Regions from separate parts of the Mus musculus genome. Here regions 2, 3 and 4 are each linked to region 1. Evidence: chromatin contacts called from public ChIA-PET and HiChIP or PLAC-seq data. All regions are on one chromosome and are shown on one strand. The core of a region is the stretch at or near the end of the contact, and the rest is flanking DNA. Distances in the headings are between cores, read along the strand shown. Region 1 has its middle 33 kb from the start of 1110002J07Rik. Region 2 overlaps Jmjd1c (jumonji domain containing 1C). Region 3 holds the start of Jmjd1c (jumonji domain containing 1C). Region 4 holds the start of Reep3 (receptor accessory protein 3).

Region 1 (3,736 bases), core at 531-3,030:
AGGCATTCACATGGTCCACACATGTACATGCAGACAAAACACTCACACACAATAAATAAATAAATCTAAAAAAAAAATTTTTTTTAATGGAGAAATGTTGCTGTTTCTTCCAGTCTTCTCCAAAGGCCCCTGCGTGTGGCAAACATATTAAGTGAATGCGTATGCTTGTTTTACGTCCGTTTGTCTTTTGTTCCAAGTATCCCAGCCATGAGGCTGGAGGGACCTGATACAAAGATACGTTTTCTTCATCACATGCTAAGCTAGACAAATCCATGGGTATCCTTTAGAGCCCAGAGAGAAGACCCACACATGTGCGCAGTCTTGATGAACGAAGGTGATTGACTGAGTTAGAGATGTAACTCAGCGATACAGTCCTTGCCTGTCAATCACCAGGACCACTCAGAAAGGAAGGTGGAGCGTTAGGTCAGAGGTAGTGAGCAGTGTGCTCCCACGATGCTTTAAAGAATGGTTATCTGTAAGGAACGAGGTGGAACGCTACTTTGGACTCTCTGCCCCACCCCACCCCACCCCAACCCCCCCTCCCTGCACAAAACAATCTCACAGTCGTGATATGTAAACAGCTAAATCTTTTCAGGGTTTGGGGATAGATGCTTATAATACTAGCACGGAGGAAGAGGTATTAGGACTACACAAGACTCTGTCTCTAAAAACGAAGGAGAGAGAGAGAGAGAGAGAGAGAGAGAGAGAGAGAGAGAGAGAGAGAGAGAGAGAGAGAGAGAGAGAGAGAGAGAGAGAGAACTGAAACTTTAGGACTGGAAAGATGGCTCAGCAGTTAAGAGCACTGACCGCTCTTCCAGAGGTTCTGAGTTCAATTCCCAGCAACCACATGGTGACTCACAGCCATCTGTAATGGGATCTGATGCCCTTTTCTGGTGTGTCTGAGGACAGCTACAGTGTACTCACATACATAAAACAAATAAATAAATCTTTTTTAAGAAGAGCTAAAACTTTAAATGTTTAGAAGGAAAGTAAGAAAATGGGTTTATGCTGTTAGAATACAGACATGTTCTTCAGCAAAAACACAGCCGAAAAACATTAGGGAATGCTCTATCGATTGCTTGCTTGCTTGGTTTATTTGTCAACTGATTTGGAGCAAGGTCTGCTGTAGCTCAAGCTAATCTCAGATTTGTGACATAGTCAAGGGTGATCCTAATTTCCTATCCTCCTGCCTCCACCTCCCAAATGCTGGGATTACAAGAGTACCTGAGGGATCAAACAGAGGACTTTGTGGGGGCGAGGCAAGCACCCAGCCCCAGGAAACACTTATTAATTGGACTGCCTTTAAAAATACATCAAAGGACACATGCCTACATAATTACATTCATTTATAAATATTTGTTGAACTATCTCCTTAAGATTCATGCCTACACAGGGAGAGGGGCAGCATTTGGGATGTAAATAAAGAAAGAAATAGATTAATTAATTAATTTTTAAAAAGCTAAGTTGGGTGGGATGGTGACAATTAAATTATATATTTATGATATGTATGCTTATTTTTATGCCTTAGGCTTTATATTTTCTTTCATGTCTAGCTATTAAAATTTATGTAACTTGAATTGGGGAACAAATGTTAAAGATGTAGATATGCAGCAACTCACCTTAGCTTAGATTTGAGGTCAGAAAAGAAGAAAAGCTATTTTTAAAAAACTTGTCTGTTATACTTTCATTTTAGAGGTAAAACAGACAAGACTATGAGCAGACAAGCCATAGAACAGGAAACCTGCATTGCCAGCGTTTTCTCTCTCTGCGGTCGCAGGCAAACGAAACTGAAAATCAGGAGGACAGATTTTACACACATTTGATTAGCCAACGTTAACAAGTCTGACAGGACCTGTAATCGATAAGAATCTGCAGCCTGGGGGAACTTTCCACACTGGTAGCAGCAGTGATAATTATTTAAGGAAATTTGAAATATTTACTGTCATGTCTAAATGTTACCACCCAGCGGAATTCTTTGTGCATAAACATCAAAGGGAAACTCCATGAAAGTCCATGTTAACAGGGAACTCAGGACAAAAATATTCACAGAAGCGCTTGTTAGTAAAAAGAAGGATCAAGAAGCCTAAAGGCCCAACCTGGGGGGGGGGGCAAAAAAAGATCAAAAAGCAACAGTGAAAACAGTAGATGGGATACCTTGTAGCTGAAAATATAATCGAGTCAAAGTAACCATAGCAACACGGGCAGTTTTCCCAAAAATAATGTAGGACTGGCAAGAAGGCTCATCAGAGGTAGGTACTTGCTGCCAACCCTGCCAACCTGGGTTCAGCTACCAAAACCTGTGGTTAACCTAACCATAGGAGGGAATTGACTCTAGAAGTTTGTCTCTGACTTGCACCAGCTTAGCTTAGCATGTGTGCCTTCCCCAATGTCTCTCACCACCACCTCCAGGCCCCACATGCACACGCAAGAGCACTATAACAATTGATTTAATTGAATAAAAATGACGTTAACCAGGGAAGAGGAACTTCTCTGAATCTGACTCTGGCTCGTTGTCTGGCTTTGTCTTTATCAGAAGCCTCTGGGGAGGCAGCCTGCCAGCCAGGGCAAAAGTGTTACTGAGAAACATTGGGGTCACTGGGATTGGAACCCTAGGCTAGGTTGGGTGTCGGCCACCAGTCAGGAATGAGGCTTATACTCACTGGGTACTTCTGTTTTTCTCTGTCTTGTTGGCAGTCATGAGTAGGTCCCTGTGTGAGAAATGAGTGTCCTCAGATGACCCCCAAATGGAAGGGAAGAGATCAGAGCTTTGTCCACACTTGACTCAGGAGGTCTAAGTAGAAATCAAATCTGTACTCAGCCAGCCATTTTTAGTTCAAAGTGTTCATGACATATGTATCTCTTGAGTCACACTGATCCAATCTGGTGGCCTCCGTTCAGGGATTCTTTTCTTTTTCTTTTCATTTTAAGAGAGCAGTCAGACTCTGGCTGTGTTCTGGGTGGGTAATGAAGCCACCTCCTAACAGTATAGAGTACAAGAAGGGACATCTGGCTGACATCTTACCAACCCTCTCCAGCTGTGGGCCAGGGCATTTTCTTTATTCTGTCCCTGCTGGCCTCTCCTGATTCATCCTCAAGGCCACCGGTTCTGCGCAATGTTTGGTATATACCCAGCTGGAGAGTGATAGTTAACATTGGTAATCGATGTCACAAGATCTACAGTCACCCAAAAGACAAACCTCTAAGGAAATTTCTAGACTGGGTTAACTAAGATAGGCAAATCCACTCTAGGTAAGTTAAGGATGGTACTACTCCATTGGCTGGAGCCTCAGACCAGATAAAAGGACCAAGAGACCCAAGTATCAGCATTTACCTCTTTTCCTGACTGCAGATGTCACATGACCACCTGCCTCAAGTTCTATCAATCAAGCTACCATAACCCCCCACACACATACCCGCTGTGATGGTCTGCACCTTCAAACTGTAAGCCAGTACAAACTTTCGCTCCTTAATTCCAACGCCCACCCCCCCCCCCAGACTATTAGCATTCCATTTTTTTGTTTGTTTGCTTGTTTGTTTTTTGTTTTGAGACAGGGTTTCTCTGTATAGCCCTGGCTGTCCTGGAACTCACTCTGTAGACCAGGCTGGCCTCGAACTCAGAAATCCGCCTGTCTCTGCCTCCCAAATGCTGGGATTAAAGGCGTTCGCCACCATGCCCGGCTCCATTTTTGTTGTTGTTGTTGTTGTTGTGCATTTTGCTACAGCAACAAGGAAAGTT
Region 2 (3,736 bases), core at 872-3,371, 240 kb after region 1:
GTTGTTGGAGCATTCTTCCTATAGCGTGGTAGGCCCTTCTAGAAATATAGGCTCTCAGCCGGTCTATTTTGGCTTTAGGCTATTTTTAAAGTTTGGTTAACACTAACAGATGACCTTAACAGAACTCTGAATCCCCTAACAAAATGGAAAAAGGTGATTTGTTTCAACTAAATGTTCAGTTTTAAGTTAGTGTCTTTCACTTGGGGTTTCAAAGATTCAAGTCTTTTGTGATTAGGGCCATATTCTACTGGGCTTGCTTCCCCTTAGGCTGAGGAAGTTCCTCATAGAATGTCTTTAGAGTCATGAATTAGTTATGCATGAGTTCTACTGTCTGTACATTCCAGAGCACCTACAGCAGAGAAACTTTATTAAAGCTACAAAATCCATTTGTTTCCATTTTAACATGAATCTGTTTAATTTTTGATGTGTGTTAAGTACAAAAATTACTATGGTTACATAGTTGATTGCCACTTTAAGAAATCATGGTTTCTTTTAACTGCTTTTCAGATTTGTATTTAATATATCTTAATGTTTCTTTAACAGGCACTGTAGAGCACCTCTGGTTGGGGAGGGTGTTATGTGAGGTTTAAATGGAGCTGTACACGGGGTCACTTGTAAATTAGCCTTTCTATTTGTCATACACATTTACTAGCCAGATTTTACCAAGGACTGTCAACTAAATACCTTCAATTTTGAGGAATTGTGTTATCTAGAAATTAATCCTCTTTCTAAGTTAACTGGAGTAATTTAAATTATGTTAAGTTGGTGAATTTTACCCCTGAAGCCGGCCCACCTTGCAAAAAGGGCTCTGGAGAAGATCTTCGCAGGAATGTTTTTGATATTATAAAATGACTGGGGCTTAGGAGATGCAAAACACCTGTATTATTTGCATAAGAAAAAGGTACTTAGGGCTAATGTTGCTAGTGTCCAGTCCTGCTAAATTGAATTTTATCTTTAGCCAGTCTTTTTTTTTGGGGGGGGGGGGGTTATCCTTGATGCTTTGGCCTGAAGTGTTTGGACAAGAAACAGAAAATGTCCAAAGATTGAAAGTCCTTTTGAGAAGGAGCCAGTGTTCTCTCATTTACCAATGCTAAACAAGTAGAAGTATAATATGAAAATTTTTCATTGTAGAAATACGCTAACTTGATAGCTATCATGTTAACATATTTCATATAATCAGATAACATGAACTCTTAAGCGAGTACATTCTCTTATAAAAAATGATAGAATTATATGAAATATTAGGAATCTAGGCCCAAGAAATAGAAAATATTGGTAGCAGGCAATGATAGATGTACAGTTAGTGTGGGAATTTTCTATTTTGAAAGTTAATTTCTCACACAAAGTATTTTGAACATCTAGTACTTAAAAGGTTAGGCTGGGACACAGTAGAAAGTTATTCTAACTAGGTTCAATTATCATAAATGTTAAAAATAAATGGAAGAGACAGATTTTGTTTGTTTTGGGGATGGTTCTAGAGATACATACTGTAATTTTTCAATTTTTTTTCAAATAAGGAAAATGTTATTTGCTCAGGAATATTAATTGAATAGAAATGAGATATGTTTAAAATATACATCCTAATGAATCCACTTAACTCCTGGTAAGAATTTCTTAAGTGTAGAAAATTAGCTCTTTGAGAACCCCTTCAAACTGAAACTTTTTTTGTGTAATAACCAGAGTATTTTGTATTTCTTTAAGACATAATAGCTACAAGACAGGGTGGACAGGAGCACCAACAGCTTTGGAATCTGGGAGATACGTACTGTCTTGGTCAACAGTGTTGTTTTGTGTCCAGATGGTACCCAAGTTGCCTTGTCATGAGGAAATGTTCTTTTGGTACACATATATGCAGTTTAGAAGCCTAGTTGTTTAATTGCATTTTTCAGATTTTGATTCTTTCTTAGGAAAGCCACACTTTTTAAGATGGTAGAATTTTCTTTTCATTTTAAAGCTTTTAGAACAAACAGTAGTAGATACATGAATACATTTAATTTTGACTGACTCTGACTCTGCTAAGAATGAGAGTGTGGTGATAGTCATTTAAGAAAACAAACACTGTGCCCTTGTTTCCTTCCTCTAACTTTCCCACCTCACTGCCTGCTGTGTGATCTCAGACTTGCTTTGTGACAGTGCTAGCTAGAGACAGGACAGGGCTGGTGGGGACTGCTCTTCCTCACTGGTCTCTCCTGCTGCCCTCTGCTCTCATTGAAGTAACTGCATCTGTAGTTGTTCTGGGAGCAAGGCAGGGGTGGGGTAAGGTCAGATGCTTTCTGCTCAGTTAAAATCTCAGTATGAAAATTAGACTAACATCTCTAGTTAGGAGTAAACAGGGGTGAATGTGGTTGACTTCTTTTCATGTTTTCAGGGTTAAGCAGAAACATACACGTGTGCTTGGTAGTCTTTCAGAAATAGTCTATAGCATGATACAGTATAATTTCCAGCTTATTAATTATGGTTGTGTTTAATTATTTTTTAATGAATAAAAAGTATTCTATGGTTTTAATAAAAACGTTAGGTTATACCATTATGACGACCTTATTGAACCATTATATTGCCATGTACCCTTTGTATAACACTTTGAGGATACAACCAGAAAATAACCATTAGAACTTTTCTCTTTTTTGACAGACCTTCAAACCATTGGTTGAAAATAGTATACCTAGTTCTATCACTGCAGTAGAATTCCTTATAGATAAGCAACTGGATTTTTTAACAGAAGATAGTGCCTTTCAGCCATACCAGGTAAGGAACTGCACACCAATTGTTCATTAAACTTCATTCATATTCAGGGCATTCAGTATATTTTGATTATAGCATTACTTAGCAATAAATTTGTGCTGGGACTTTGTTGTGAGACAGGAACACTTTGGCTATAGCTAGGATTACAGGAGTGAACACAGCTTCCTGTTAGAGGAGAATTGTCTAGACACCAGGGTTACTTCTGTTCATCTTTGGCTCAGGGCTGCACCTATCTATAAATGTATTTGAGGGTTTGGTTTTGTTTTGCCATATACTTATTTGTTTATGAGGTTAACTAATTTATTAGAGTAAGTAAATGCATCTTGAGGGGAAATAGGTTTTCCAGTAGACAAATAGATTTAAATTATGTAAAGAAACTCATCACAACTATTAAACAATTTGTGGTGATTCATATCTATGATCCTGGGACGTAGGAGGCTGAAGTAGGAGGATCTCATTCAGGGCCAGCCTTGCCAACATAAGAAAACTGTCTCAGAAAGCAGAAAAGTGTGTTTGTGGGGGCAGGAGGTACTGGCTCTGGAGACATGTGTCAGCAGCTAAGTGCTCTTGGGGCTTTTGCAGAGGCCTGGAGGAGTTCCAAGCACCAACAGGAGGCAGGCAGGTCACAACTACCTATAGGCCAGCTCTAGGGGAGCTGATGCCCTCTTCTGGCTCTGGCTGGTTCCTGGCATGTGTAATATATAGACAGAGACATGCAGATGCTGTGATAAGTAAAATTAAGTTCCTTGTCTTTTAGCAAAGTAAAAGATAATAATAACCTATTTTTCTTAATCTTCTAGCTTATTGCAATCTTTAAATTTAAAAATGTTTACATTGTTTTAATAATGGACTTTAACTTCAGTATTTTAAATATATACAAACATTTGATGCAGACACTTTTTTTTTCCCCCCAAAGACAGGGTTTCTCTGTATAGCCCTGGCTGCCCTGGAAGTCACTCTGTAGACCAGGCTGGCCTCAAACTCAAATCCGCCT
Region 3 (3,736 bases), core at 849-3,348, 170 kb after region 1:
CCTACAGAAAAGATGGCCTAACACCTCTAATCTAGGTTAACCCTCACAGACAAGCCTGCAGGCTCCTCTGCTAGGTGGGCGTGTGACCCATGACGACTGAATCCAAGGTTTGAAATCTCATGTTAACACTTTTAATTCCATATTATTTATAGTTAGGATTTGCTAGTAAAATTAAACAATATACCTACTCCTTAAAACAAAACAAAACGCCAGCAAAGAAATTGAAAAACAAAACAATACAAAAACTTTTAAGGTCTATTCTTTTGGGGAAAAAAAAAAAATCAAGTTTCTCAAGGTAGACTAGCATAAAACCTAAATGTCGGCTGTAGTATTGGGGTTGTAGGAGAAAATTTGAGCTGTAATTCTCAAGTACATTAAATGTATTAAAGCTGCCTGTGGTGGCATACACTTGAGAAAAGCAAGAGCGTGCGCTCAGATAAGCCCCATGATTAGCTAGTAAGAAATGCTGCTGTGGGGATCTGTGGCCTGGGAAAGCTGTTTCTCTCCAGAGTGTTGCTTTCGTTGTCTTTACATGCTTTTTAATGGACTGTTTTCCTTGTAGTAGTATGGTGTCATTGACAGTTGGGGATTAAGCAGTCTTCTTTAAAAAATAAAAGAGAAACAACAACAAAAAGACTTCACCCACACTGGGACCCCAACCCAGACCTTCCCACCAAGTAGGCAAGTGCTTTGCCACCCAGCAGCACCGTCTGTCCCCAGCCCCAATTTCCTTTAATGATTACTTTGTGCTGCAAGTTATAAAGCAGGGAGATCACTGATGGTTGGTATTTGAATATGAGACTCCGTTTAAACATCTTTATATGTGCTGCACTCTTTCAGTGGCTTGTTTTATTGGGCTTACTAACCTTAGGTGGGAATGAAGGAATCCAGAGCCGACAGCATGCAGATTTGTGCAGTTTTCCTAGCATCAGATGCCCATTATAGATGGTTGTGAGCCACCATGTGGTTGCTGGGAATTGAACTCAGGACCTCTGGGAGAGCAGTCTTAACCGCAGAGCCATCTCTTCAGCCCTGAGCTGATCTATTCAACTGACTTTGAGAGTTTCCAACTCTCCCACCGCCACTGTCTGTCTGTAGCTTTAACAGTTTAGTTTAAATGGTCTACAGATATGTCTTTTGTATTTATTGTAAGCACTCAGTGCTATTGTAAGGGTTTTCAGAAAGCATGGGGGGGAGGAAAAGATTTTTATAGGATTAGATGAATTTTTGAAGATGATAATCCCTGGAAAACGGCAGATTGAATTTTGATTCCCGTTTTCACAGATCTTTAAAATACAAGCATAGCGGTCGTCAAACTTCTCACTGCTATCTTGAAAGAGAGACTTGCCTGTGAGAACTGAGGAGCGATCAGAAGAGGAATTCCTAGCTGTCTTTGTCTGGGTTATAAAGTCCTGTTGTGATTGGACGGGAAGTAAAACCATCATTTATTTTCTTCAAGTGTGATTGGCTAAGATTCTTTTCTTTCCGTGGTCTTTTCCAGTAACTGACTCTGGAGCTTTCCGTTTTATTACCTATGTTCTAGTACGCGGAGTACTCGGGTTGGCTCTGAGACAGTTTGTGAAATTTAAGGATGTCGGTAACAGCTCGCGGTGGAGTGTCTAGCGTTCCTGTAAGAAGGCGGCACGAGGTGTAAATCTCCGAACTGCTCCAACACGGAATTAGAATTGCCGCCGGGAGGAATGCTGGTTTAGAGCCGCGGGCCGCCGAGGGGGCGCGGTGGGGTGGGCGGCGCGGCTCGCCCGGGGCCGCGCGGGGATCCGGGCTCCTTGACGACGGCGCTATGTGTTCGCACGGCCGTCGCTCCTGACATGCGGACCTCCGGGAGTTGGCTCTGCGACCGCGCGTGGGAGCCGAGCCCCGTCCCCGCACTCGCCCCTCCGAGGGGGCGCAGACGGAGCGGCAGAAGCAGCCTGGCTGCTGTCCCTCGGCGGCCACCTCTCGAGGCCGCAGCGCAGTCCGTGGGCGGCACTACTTGGCGCGCCCGCCGACGCCGACCCCCACTCCCCCGCCCGCGGAAGGACACGCGGCGCGGCCGGAGGGGCGGAGGGGTACCGGCCGCCTGAGCGGCCGCGCGCTCATTCCTGTCAGTTTGCCTGTGGGCCGCGCGTGAGGTCGTGGGCGGCGCGGCTCCGGGTCGTCGAGCGTGCAGGGGCGCTCTCGCTCGCGGGCCGCCTCGCCTGCGGTCGGCTCCTCGGCATGGGCGGCCGGTAGGAGCGGGCTGCGCTCGTCCCCGGCGCAGTGGCGGCCATGGCGGTGGAGACGCGGCCCGAGCTGGTGGGGAAGCGGTTCCTGTGCGTGGCGGCCGGCGAGGACGCGCGTCCGGAGCGCGGGCAGAGCGGCTGCGGGCGCGGCTGGCGGGCGGGGGTCATCCGAGCCGTGTCCCACCGCGACCGCGGCCACCCGGACCTGGCGGTGAGAGCTGGCGGGCAGCATGTGGCACGCCCCTCTGCGCGGGGCGGGCGGGCGGCAGGTGGGGCGGGCGGGCCCGGCAAGGGGAGCGCTGGCTGCTATGGCCCGACTCTGCCGGGCAAAACCATCCTGCGTTTGGCTTTCCAGCCGGAAACGATAGAAATGTTTTTGGTACGAGGGCTAGTCGAAATTATTTCTCCCTTTCTCCATCATTTTGTATTTTGTTTGTTAGAAACGGACAGTGCTTTAGGGAACTCCGGCTCCTGAGTCTTATATGGCTTCACGAAGGCTAGAGATAGTGTAAATTAGGGGTTTGAACGGCATTTAGTACTTCTAAGTAGCCTCCCCTACATTTATCAGTTACATAGGACACTGTCAGTGTTACCTTTCAGGAGAATAAATGTGTATTTATGATTTCGTGCCAGGATACATTCTTTTGGTCACAAGCGCATTCTCATAAGGGAATGGGATTGAGTGAGTAGACTGGAGATAGAGTTGAGTAAGTAGAGTGGGGGTAGGGAATATTAAGATATTCCCCCTTTGCATTTAGATCAAATCCACCATAAAATGCAAAAATAGTCACCATTTTGATATGGTTGTTGGAAGTTTCGAGTGTGTTCTTGCAAACCATTCCTACCTGCTATCAATTCCATAGTTCCCCACGCACTGTATTATTAGTTTAACCGTGTAAAATAGGCTTAGTTGTGAATACTTATAAGAGGAATTAAAAATAGAGACAATTGACAAAACTCCGCATGGCAGTTCTTTGTGCTAAAGGAAAAAAAGAACCCTTAAACTTTACTCATCTTAATGCTTACTTGTGATAGCTTCACAAAGCCGTTGCTTTGTGTTTGTGTAAAGATGCCGGAACTCATTTCTCTTTCCGCTTTGATATGAAAATTGAAGATTTTACGTGGAGGATGCCTGGGTAATGGCTTAGACACTAAAGCAAACACGGAACAGAATTATGTACTGTGTTCCTATATACGTGAGAATTAGGAAATTAGATTAGATAGTATTGGAGACAGTCAAGTTCTGAAACTGTTTTTGAAAGGTCTGTTGGAAAGAAAGGGATACAGAGGGAACAAACATATTCCAGTTGCCCACCTCCCTTATTTTTCCAAATAGCAAGATAATAAGGTGGTTGCTTAGAAGTAACAATTGTCAGGCAGTCACTGCTTTGAATGGGTGTAATCCAAAATCGTGGGTGTGGTGTGGGAAGATGTCAAGTTCCAGGCCTGCTGGGGTCACAATCAAGACTCTCTCTCTATATGTAGTTATGTATATGCTGTGGCTCACAGCAGTT
Region 4 (3,736 bases), core at 682-3,181, 140 kb after region 1:
CCCAGCTCTGGTTTACACCAGTCCACCTATCAGAAATCTTTTCCTTCTTCCTCTTTGGCGGTCTAGATCGGGTTCATTCCTCAAGGTCTATTATGAACGTAATCTCTTTTGCCTTCTTTGATGACGCTCCAACCACAGATAATTTCTTCCTTGTCTAACACTGGGTATTACACCAGGTATAACCCTCATAAGACCTGACATTCTGACCTGTACAGTAGATATCTGTGGATGTGAAATGTGTGTCCCATTAAGATCTCCTACGTGGTACTGACCTTTGTATTGGAGGTAGCGTAGCACTAAACATACTTCCTTTCACCAATTAAAAAAATAAAAATCTTATTTGATGAATGCAAACTCAAGGTGTTCCATAATTTTCCATCATTGAAAATGGTCTAAGAGATCAAAAGACAAACCCAGTTTTTTTAATGGGGCATTTAATTTGAGGGGCTAGGCCAAAATAGTGGAGGGACTTCTGGTAGGTTAAGAAAGTATGCCTGGATTATGTGGAAACCCGAAGACTGCCTTGGAAGAGGCAAAACATAATTTGAAGGCACCCGTGGCATAACTTTATTTATTTGTGGCTTTAAGATGAATACAAGAAGTTCAGAGGCTTTAAAGGACATTTTATGAAAGAGCAAATTTTGAATGCATTGCAAACTAGGTTACCTAGCTCACTTCCAAACGAAATAAAAGCAAGTTAAAAAAAAATTAGCTCCTTCTCCGTAGTGAAAATAATAATGCCCAAGTAATGTCATTTTCTCCCTTCAAATTATAAGCTAATCAGCGAGGCCTGTTAACCTCATATAAACATTTCATTAAGGTACTCAGATGACACTACTGCTACATGAATAATGAATTCCCGCCCCCAGGCTTTACCTAATTTATGGCCCTTTATTTGGTGACTTTGCTTTAGAGCGCACAGGGTAAGGTGAAAGATGGGAAGAGAACCGGTTTAACTTGTATTCAAATACCTTTGCAGATTAAACAACACATCTCAACTTTTCCCCCCTCCTCTCCCCATCCGCAGCTCTCGTTTGTATCACAATCAGTGAACTGAGGAGATGACCCGAACAAAGGGGACTGGCACCTGCGCCTTCTCCATTGCAAACATTTCTTCCCACCCACGGCCCTCCACGGTCAGCGTTTGCCCGACCTTTCTAGCGCAGGCTCTTTCCCAGGTCACCTCGGGACCCCTGAGCAAGACTCTGCAGCCCGGGCTCTGACACCGATCTCTCCTCCTCCTACACGTGACCAAGCGGCGTGCGCCGCGGACAGACACCGCAACGCGGTAGACCTGGTGACAAAGGCTCGGGCGCATCCGGAGTCCCGCCGGCCTCCCGCGCTCAGCGTCGGCGGAGCCTGCGCAGGGCGGTGCCGCGCAGCGCGGGCCGCGGGAGCGGGAGCCGCAGCCGGGAGCGCGCCGCGGAGCCGAGCAGAGCCCGCCGCGCGCAGCGCCGGGCAGCGGAGGAGCCGAGGAGCGGAGCAGCGCCTGCCGCGTAGCCGAGGAGCGGAGGGGAGGCCGAGGAGAAGCCGAGCAGAGCCCGCCGCGCGCCGGGGAGCGGCTCCACGGAGCAGAGCCCACCGCCTGCCAGTCCGTTCGCCCGCGCCCTGCTGCTCCCAACGCCGCCGCCGCCCCGGAGCCCCGCAGCGACTGGGACACGGGTGAGCAGGCCGCGGCCCGTGAGCTTGGCTCCGGCAACCGGGCCCCAAGCGTCTTCCCCGCCCGTACTTACACCACGGCTCGGGAGATCATCCAGGACACCATCTTTTCGGCCGATGGGCCGCTGACCGCAGGCCGCGCGCTCCCCGCTCGCGCTCCCCGGGGCCGCGCTGGCGCCCTCGGGAGCCGGCCCGGTGTGTGCGCGCGGTGCCCGGAGCCGCCCGGAGCCCGGTCCCCCGCCCGTCCGCCCCCGCCCGCGGCCCCGCCGGCCCTGCCGGCCCCGCCCCTGCGCTCCGCTGATAGGCGGCGGCTCCGGGACCCCGCGGGCGCTGCGCTCCACCGAGCTGCGCGGTCACCTCGCTTCCCCGGGCCGGGGGACTCCGGGCGGGCGGTGAGAGCGCGTGGGAGCCGAGGCCGGGGGCGGGGGAAGCCGGGATTGTGAAGTGTCTGGCTAGGTGCGGCTCCGGTGCTCACCGAGGCTCGGCAGCCAGGGCCTACCACAGGCCTGGGTTGGCACGGCGAGGCTCGTGGTGCAATGCAGGGGCCAAGGGAGAGCGTCGGGGGTCACGTTTGGAGTGATGGGTTTGCAGGGATGGCGAGGCTGTTCTGGGCCCCTTGGGGCACCTTTTCCATCAGCGTCAGCCAACTCCTGTCTGTCTTGCCTGCCCCACAGCCTAAAACGTGGACCCAGGATTTCCGACCCGTGGTGCTGTTTACAAGTGTCCTTATTTTTTTTTTCCGTCACGCGCGCGCGCGTGTGTGTTACCTCTTAACACTGTCCAAAATTTTAAGCTGACCTTTTAAGTTACTGTAGGTGTTTTTTTTTCTTGGTCCCCTGGTGGAAGCAATAGTAAAAGTTCTCTAAGCTAGAAAGAATAATGTCTGTAATGTGGTGTTTGGAGCCTTTAATTAAAGTCCTAGAAAATATGATGGCTCATTTTGGGACGTACTGTAATTTAATCTTTTTGTTCCCCAGTTTCCCCATAATAAAAAGAGGCTAATAATACTCTTGCTTACCTCCTGCTTTTCAAGGATGATGTAAGGTATTGCTAATTAATGTGTTTAGGAAGGAGTCGGATTTGCCTGGGATGGTATCAAGGGACAGGGATAGGTTACCATGAGTGCCTTGTAGTTCATGAGGCCTATAAATTAAGAAGAATTTTGGCCATGAAAGAAAGCAGCAGGGGAGGGATGGTGGTGAGCTCTTGTGATCCCAGCACTGTGGAGGAGGTGGAGGCCTGCGGGGTTTCCTTCCACAGAACCAGGAAGAGAAGTCCTCCGCTGCTTTCTGCTCTTCCGTTCCTTTTTTTTTTTTTTTTTTTGCTTATTTACATTAAGAATGTGTGTTTTTATTTCAGGGGCTGCGGTGATTGCGTTTGTCCTGGTTTATTTAGTTTGACCATTGTTCAGCGTTACTGGGGAGATGTGCTTGCCCTCTAAGCAGCAGTTTTTCTGGCACATACCTTCCTTGTCCTTTCATGTCCTTCCATGGGCAGAGCGGTCTTGTAATGTCTTTATTTACAGCCTTTCGTTCCTCATCCTTAACATATCTTTCCCCTCCTCTCTTTCCTGAGCTAAGGTGTGTTTTCGTGCCCTTGACTGAATTGCATCTTTTTCTTGGATGCTTTATTTCCCATTCTCTACCTTTCTGACCTCTTAAATCCCCCCCCCCCAATTCCCTGCCCCCCACCCTCCCTCATAATTTATCCCTTAAGTTTCTGGACTCCTTTCACCCCTCCGCATTTAGTCTCTTCTGCCTGTTTTGCAGAGGTGATGGCTCTTGTTATTGTTTGCAGGACACAGCCCCCTTGTTCCTATTTCAAAAAGCCACGGGTTGTAAACCACCTACCTACCCTGGGTTGCTACAGTGTTGTTGAGTCATCCTGCCGCCCCAGACAGCCCTGGAGTGTTGATTCTCCTTGGTACCATGGAAACGGAGGTTTAGAGAACTTAACTCTGTAGCCAGTGATCCCCATGGTTCATAGGTAATGGAGCTGAACTCCAGTACTTTTGAGTCATACCTGAGTTGGGTGTGAGTTGGTTAGTCCAGGGGGAAAATTAAAAATTAGCAAGCTG

Evidence for each region. ChIA-PET counts read pairs in DNA pulled down with a chosen protein or histone mark. HiChIP or PLAC-seq counts read pairs in DNA pulled down with a chosen protein or histone mark.
Region 2: an RNA polymerase II ChIA-PET map of memory CD8 T cells shows a contact between it and region 1, with 184 read pairs. The contact joins two enhancer-like sites. A contact is called at or near these places in 5 of 484 Hi-C or Micro-C datasets (CD4 T cells, Th1 cells, bone marrow-derived macrophages and 2 more), 10 of 115 datasets of contacts at active chromatin or transcription factors (CD8 T cells, bone marrow-derived macrophages, double positive thymocytes and 6 more) and 1 of 9 other capture datasets (adipose tissue).
Region 3: an H3K4me3 HiChIP or PLAC-seq map of bone marrow-derived macrophages shows a contact between it and region 1, with 4 times the contacts expected there. The contact joins the promoter of Jmjd1c here to the enhancer-like site in region 1. A contact is called at or near these places in 2 of 484 Hi-C or Micro-C datasets (B cells and CD4 T cells), 5 of 115 datasets of contacts at active chromatin or transcription factors (bone marrow-derived macrophages, effector CD8 T cells, embryonic stem cells and 1 more) and 3 of 9 other capture datasets (adipose tissue, liver and pancreatic islet).
Region 4: a contact with region 1 is called in an H3K4me3 HiChIP or PLAC-seq map of bone marrow-derived macrophages, with 6 times the contacts expected there. The contact joins the promoter of Reep3 here to the enhancer-like site in region 1. A contact is called at or near these places in 5 of 39 promoter capture datasets (the C10 cell line, the HPC-7 cell line, hematopoietic stem and progenitor cells and 2 more), 12 of 484 Hi-C or Micro-C datasets (CD4 T cells, Th1 cells, Th2 cells and 5 more), 18 of 115 datasets of contacts at active chromatin or transcription factors (CD8 T cells, the HPC-7 cell line, bone marrow-derived macrophages and 13 more) and 4 of 9 other capture datasets (adipose tissue, liver, macrophages and 1 more).

What each region holds. Positions count from the first base shown.
Region 1 is chr10:66,951,676-66,955,411 of GRCm38.p6, forward strand. No RefSeq gene overlaps it. Among named protein-coding and RNA genes, the nearest start is that of 1110002J07Rik, 33 kb to the left of the region's middle. Within about 2 kb of position 1,781, at least 73 of the 459 cell types and tissues checked have an H3K27ac peak or open chromatin away from gene starts, as enhancers often do. A contact at or near this core is called in B cells, CD8 T cells, the HPC-7 cell line and 12 more, where this site is marked.
Region 2 is chr10:67,187,105-67,190,840 of GRCm38.p6, forward strand. Jmjd1c (jumonji domain containing 1C) reads left to right here. Exons shown (of 26, transcript NM_207221.3): 3 at 2,632-2,745. Among named protein-coding and RNA genes, the nearest start is that of Jmjd1c, 62 kb to the left of the region's middle. Within about 2 kb of position 2,122, at least 62 of the 459 cell types and tissues checked have an H3K27ac peak or open chromatin away from gene starts, as enhancers often do. A contact at or near this core is called in CD8 T cells, Th1 cells, bone marrow-derived macrophages and 5 more, where this site is marked.
Region 3 is chr10:67,124,990-67,128,725 of GRCm38.p6, forward strand. Jmjd1c (jumonji domain containing 1C) reads left to right here and starts at 2,099. Exons shown (of 26, transcript NM_207221.3): 1 at 2,099-2,433. The coding sequence starts at 2,269.
Region 4 is chr10:67,095,057-67,098,792 of GRCm38.p6, forward strand. Reep3 (receptor accessory protein 3) reads right to left here and starts at 1,932. Exons shown (of 8, transcript NM_178606.5): 1 at 1,734-1,932. The coding sequence starts at 1,765. It also overlaps a transcript of Jmjd1c not described here.